Regions from separate parts of the Sus scrofa genome. Here region 2 is linked to region 1. Evidence: chromatin contacts called from public Hi-C data. All regions are on one chromosome and are shown on one strand. The core of a region is the stretch at or near the end of the contact, and the rest is flanking DNA. Distances in the headings are between cores, read along the strand shown. Region 1 holds the start of L3MBTL2 (lethal(3)malignant brain tumor-like protein 2). Region 2 holds the start of RBX1 (E3 ubiquitin-protein ligase RBX1).

The links. A called contact is a pair of places that touch in the nucleus more often than the background predicts.
Region 2: a contact with region 1 is called in a Hi-C map of liver, with 3 times the contacts expected there. The contact joins the promoter of RBX1 here to the promoter of L3MBTL2 in region 1. A contact is called at or near these places in 1 of 47 Hi-C or Micro-C datasets (liver) and 1 of 2 datasets of contacts at active chromatin or transcription factors (alveolar macrophages).

The regions. Positions count from the first base shown.
Region 1 is chr5:7,276,333-7,279,012 of Sscrofa11.1, reverse strand. L3MBTL2 (lethal(3)malignant brain tumor-like protein 2) reads left to right here and starts at 1,380. Exons shown (of 17, transcript XM_021091462.1): 1 at 1,380-1,525. The coding sequence starts at 1,502.
Region 2 is chr5:7,514,079-7,516,758 of Sscrofa11.1, reverse strand. RBX1 (E3 ubiquitin-protein ligase RBX1) reads left to right here and starts at 1,371. Exons shown (of 5, transcript XM_021091464.1): 1 at 1,371-1,530. The coding sequence starts at 1,453.

The DNA of each region.
Region 1 (2,680 bases), core at 131-2,630:
TGGCATGTGAAAGTTCCTGAGCTAGGGATCAAAGCCACGCCACAGCAGTGACCTGAGCCACAGCTGTGACAACACCAGATCCTTAGCTTGCTAGGGAGCTAAGTCAAGCAGAATTCTTTTCTTTTCTTTTTTTTTTTTGGTTTTTTGTCTTTTTAGGGCCACACCCACAGCCTATGGAGGTTCCCAGGCTAGGGGTCTCATCAGAACTGTAGCCGCAGGCCTACGCCACAGCCACAGCAATGCCAGATCTGAGCTGTGTCTTTGACCTACACCACAGCTCACGGCAACACCAGATCCTTAACCCACTGAGTGAGGCCACGGATCGAACCCACAGCCTCAAGGTTCCTAGTCAGATTCGTTAACCACTGAGGCACAAAGGGAACTCCAAGAATTCTTAACTCCAAACTCATTCATTCCTTGTACAGTTTCTAACCACTACAGAATATGGTCCCACTGTCTACCTATCCAGAGTAGACAGGCACCTTTACCCAGAGTCACTCTGGATTCCTCCCTCTTCCAAACCTACTCCAAACAATTAATTACTGCCTCCAATATATTTCTCAAATTCTTCTACTTTTTTGCCAGCCTTCTAAGTCTGGCCTGATTCAAGCCACCATCATCCTTCCCCTGGATCAGTACAAGTGCCTTCTAACTTGTCTCCTTGCTGCTTCTCTCTCTCTCTCTCTCTGTTTTTGGCCTCACCGGTGGCATGAAGAAGTTCCTGGGCCAGAGATCAGACAAGCACTACAGCAGCAACCAGAGCCCAGCAGAAATAACTGCTGTATACTTAACTCCTTTCTTTCTCTTTCTCTCTTTCTTTTTCTTTCCTTCCTTCTTTTCTTTTTTCTTTTCAGGGCCCCAGGTGGGGCATATGGAAGTTCCCAGGCTAGGGGTCAAATCGGAGCTATAGCTGCTGGGCCAAGCCATCCCAGATCCAAGCCACGTCTGTGACCTACACCACAGCTCACAGCGACGCAGGATCCTTAAACCACTGAGCCAGGCCAGGGATAGAACCTGCATCGTCACTGATGCTAGTTGGGTTCCTAACCAGCTGAGCTACAACAGGAACTCTAAGCACCCTAAATTTCTAATCAGGGAGAGTGCGAAATTATTCCCAGCTCCTGAACAGTGCGTATCTTAGGTAGTCAATGATGTTTAATGAAGAATGGGGTCAGAATGATGTAAACAGCTCTACGTGGATAAAGGGTAACAGTCCCCGCAAGCCGCAGCAGGGCTAAGGCGGGGGGCTTTCCCCTTCGTTGTGGCAACGCCCGCTTCAGCACGCACCCACTAGGGAACTACAAGTCCCACAAGCGCCCGCTGCTTCCCCACCTCCAAGAGAGGCGGGCCGGGGGCTAGCGCGGAACCGGCTTTTCCTCTTTCCCGCAGCCTGATTGGCCCGAGGCTCTGAGAGGCGGCCAATGAGTGCGCTCGGGAAGAGCGGCCAGGCCAATATGGCTTCCTGCACCTGGTGACGGTCGAAGAAAGGGTGTTAGGTCTCATGGAGAAGCCCCGGGGCGTCGAGGTGAGAGGGAGCGGACGTCTCGTGCCTGGGGAAGGGAACCCCGGGAGCCTCACTCGGTGGACCCTTCCTCAGGCCTTTGAGCGACGCCTGGAGGGTGGAGGGCGGGAGGATGGATACACAGGTAGTGAGGCTGAGCGGGCCGGAGGCGATTGGCCGTGCTTTTTGCTCGCGCGCCGCTGGAGCCGAGGAGTTGAGGGAGGAGCAGCCCCTCTGGCCTAGGGGAAGGGGAGTGGGGTTCAGGATCTGAGCGCTCCAGCATCGTCTTCCTCCTCCTTGTCTCGTGGCGGTGGTCTTTCGTGATCGTGAGGGAGGCCTGTCACATTCCGATGGGAAGTAAAGGAAGATTAAAGTTTCATGAACAGTCCGTTTATTAAAGTTTAATAAACAGTCCGTGCCTGGAGCGTTCACGTGCATTATCTCTCCGATACTCAGCAGTCCTATGTTATTGTCTGGTTTGCATGGTTCGAGTGGCTGAGGCTTAGAGAGGTGATGAGCCTTCCCAGGAGAGTCACAGGGCTGTAAAGTGTAGATAGTCACTAAGTCTGCCAAGTTCCAAAACTCGACCTGTCTTATCTTTTCCACTGTACCACAACCTGTAACCCACTCATCCAGTAATCATTTGGCTCCTGGTCACCTTACATTTGAATTTGGTGACCTTTCTAGCATATTTGCATATGTAGGTTTGTTTTTGTTTTGTTTTTGTTTGTTTGTTGCTTTTGAGGGCTGAACCCACGACATATGGCCGTTTCCAGGCTAGGGGTTGAATCGGAGCTACAGCCGCCAGCCTATGCCACAGCCACAGCCACAGCAACGCCAAATCCGAGCTGAATCTGGGGCCTACACCACAACTCACCACAACGCCAGATCCTTAACCCTCTGAGGGAGGCCAGGGATCGAACCCACAACCTCATGGTTCCTGGTCGGATTGGTTTCCGCTGCGCCAGGAGGGGAACTCCTGTAGTTTTAAATATAAAGTGGAAGAGCTCAAAAACAATACAAGGGTCAAGGAGAATAACCATAAAGTGGAGAATAAAAGTTATAACTCAGTTTTGAACTTTCAGTAACTGCTGGAAACAGCTAGACTTGAGGCATCTTAGCAGTGTTCACAGCAGTCCTCTATAGAAGGTGTTGTTATTATATCCTTGGTACTGATGG
Region 2 (2,680 bases), core at 122-2,621, 240 kb before region 1:
GCCTACACCACAGCCACAGCAACGCGGGATCTGAGCTGCGTCTGCAACCTACACCACAGCTCATGGCAACACCGCAACACCGGATCCTTAACCCACTGAGCGAGGCCAGGGATTGAACCTGTGTCCTAATGGATGCTGGTCAGATTTGCTTCCACTGAACCACAATGGGAATTCCTTTACTGAGATTTTTTGAAGCATTTATTTGTTGACTTGTGTGTTACTTCCCTACCAGAAGTTTCACTCCTTCATCAGTCTCTCCCATCTATAATAGTACCTGGGGTATATATACATTATGAGACCTATATACATACATAGGACCCCAGGTCCTATTTCATATATATTTATATATATATAATACATAGTTAATGAATACATATTATATATATAGTTACATTCAGTGAAAGTGTTGAATGAAGGATAAATATGCCCTCGATACCTTAATTTACTATGGGTTTCTAGTATTCCTGCGGGAACACAATAAATTAGATGACAGAACTCTTGATATGGAATCATTCATTTAACAAAACTTGGTCTTAGAAAAACTTGGTAGTGTTCCTACTAAAACTTTAAGGTCTCTCACAAGTCTTCTCTCTCTACTCCGGTTAAAGCTGCGGCGTTTTCACAGATTTGTTTTCCTGTTTAAAATTAAGACAAGGAAACAAACCCTACTTCTGGTTTAACAGTGGAGTCAAGACCATCCATTACTCTTCAGCTTTCTTTTAAGAGAAGATACGAGATTTCAAATAAGCCAATACAAGATTTAAGAGTGATCTAGCAGTCATACCTCTGCAAGATTAGAGATGAAAAAAAAGTGGAGAGGTGGTCTACAAATGGGAAGGTGATAGAAAGCACAGGTGCTTTGGCTGGAAAGGTGCTATGGCCCAAGGAGGCTAGGACCTCAGGCCGGGCTCAGAAGTGGGTCAGGATCTGAGAAAGACCACTAAGAGTGAGGTCTTGGGTTTCCGCAGCAGGAGGCGGGACGCCCACCCTCGCCCTTTCCCCGGAAGAACGCGACGAGGACCCGCGGGCACTGGAGCTGCGCGGCGGCGGGGAAGGATAGGCTGTGCGCGGGCTGCAGGTCGCGGCCGAGGCGGAGGAAACAGCCGCCGCCCCTGCGGAGGGAGTGAGGCCGGGGGCTTCCCGAGGAAGGGCGATGAGAGCGAGTCCTTTCGAACATTTCCACCCGGCTCTCTCGCGTCGGCCCGGCCCCGCCCGGCCCCGCCCCAGCAGCTCCGGCAACCGCCTCCTCCCAGCCGACGCGGGGTAGAGTGGGGGGCGGGGGGAACCAGCACCAGCGCCTTTAAGAGGCGTGGCCACACGCTCCGCCCCCACTTGCCCCTCGCGCGCCAGTGAGGGGTGGGGTGCGGGAGGAGGTGTCCGGACGGGAGGGGGAGTGAGACGTGCGCTGGCGCGCAGGCGCAGTAACGAGACGACAGATCGTGTGTTTCCAAAATGGCGGCAGCGATGGATGTGGATACCCCGAGCGGCACCAACAGCGGCGCGGGCAAGAAGCGCTTTGAAGTGAAAAAGGTTGGGTCTCGCCAGCGCCTTCCTCAGGGAAACTAGAGAGGCGCGGATCTGGCTGGCAGGCCCAGGATGACCAAGGCGCGGAGGAAAGGGCTTCATTTCAGGGCGTTCCGGGGACCGGGTACCACCAAAGGAAGCCGGGAGGCGGGTCTTAGGGTTGATCGGCGTGACTGCGGCCCACTGTCAGTGCCAGTGTTGGTTTCGCTCGGAGGCTGAGGGGCCAATCACGGAGGTGCTTATTGAGATGCGCGGGGTTGCGACTTGGATGCAGGAGCCAAGCGCCTGAGCTGTCACTGGAGTGGTGGAGGGGTGGGGAAGGCGAGGGTGGGGCGGGTGGAAGGGGGAGTCGAGGGCTGCGGTGGGTGGAGGATGGGACAGTACGGCCCAAGCCGGGAACCTGAGGTCCTACCGCATTGGAGGCTTCTGAGGACCGGGCTAGTGATCTCCGTGCCCCGCCCCTATCCAAAGCTTGGGGTCCCTCTGAGGAACCTCGACCTGGTCCTCGCCTAATCGAGGCCTCCATTAGCCCTCTCTGGCCCTCGCCCCTGCCGAGTTAGTTTCTCGAGTGTAACTCTTGGCTCTTCTGAAAGGTCTGTTGATTTGTTACACAGCCGCCCCAGTCCTGCGGTCATATCCAGAATCCCCATCCGAAAAAAAAAAAAAAAGGCATGGTGGAATTTGTTAAAAAGAAAACGGAGCCCAAGTATTGTTTCAAGTAGGGAGGGTTGAATACAAGTTGCGAACAACCTGGTAAAGTGGGAAAGAAGAAATGTGGAACGTGTCTTTTTGCATGAAATGCCTTACAGTGATTTGCCAGCAGTTTGGGAGAAAAGTGCCCATCCCACATTAGATAAAACAAATCTGTCCAAAATGAAGATTCCAAATAGGGAAGATTTTATCCCTGGAACATCTAGCTAAACCCTGACGGTATTCCCCCGTCTAATGCGTTTTGGCGTTTCATTGTGGGCACTGCATGCTCAGTTACAGCCAGCAGCCATATTGAAGAATAGAAGTAAGATTTTTTTTTTCTTCTTTCCTCCAAGTTGAAGCTGTCGGTGAAAAGTGTTGAAGAAGTTGCTAGACATTGAAAATTAGGTTTGAAGGAGATGAAGGTTTGGGACGTGTCACCAAATTAGGGGGTGAAAGGGAGTTT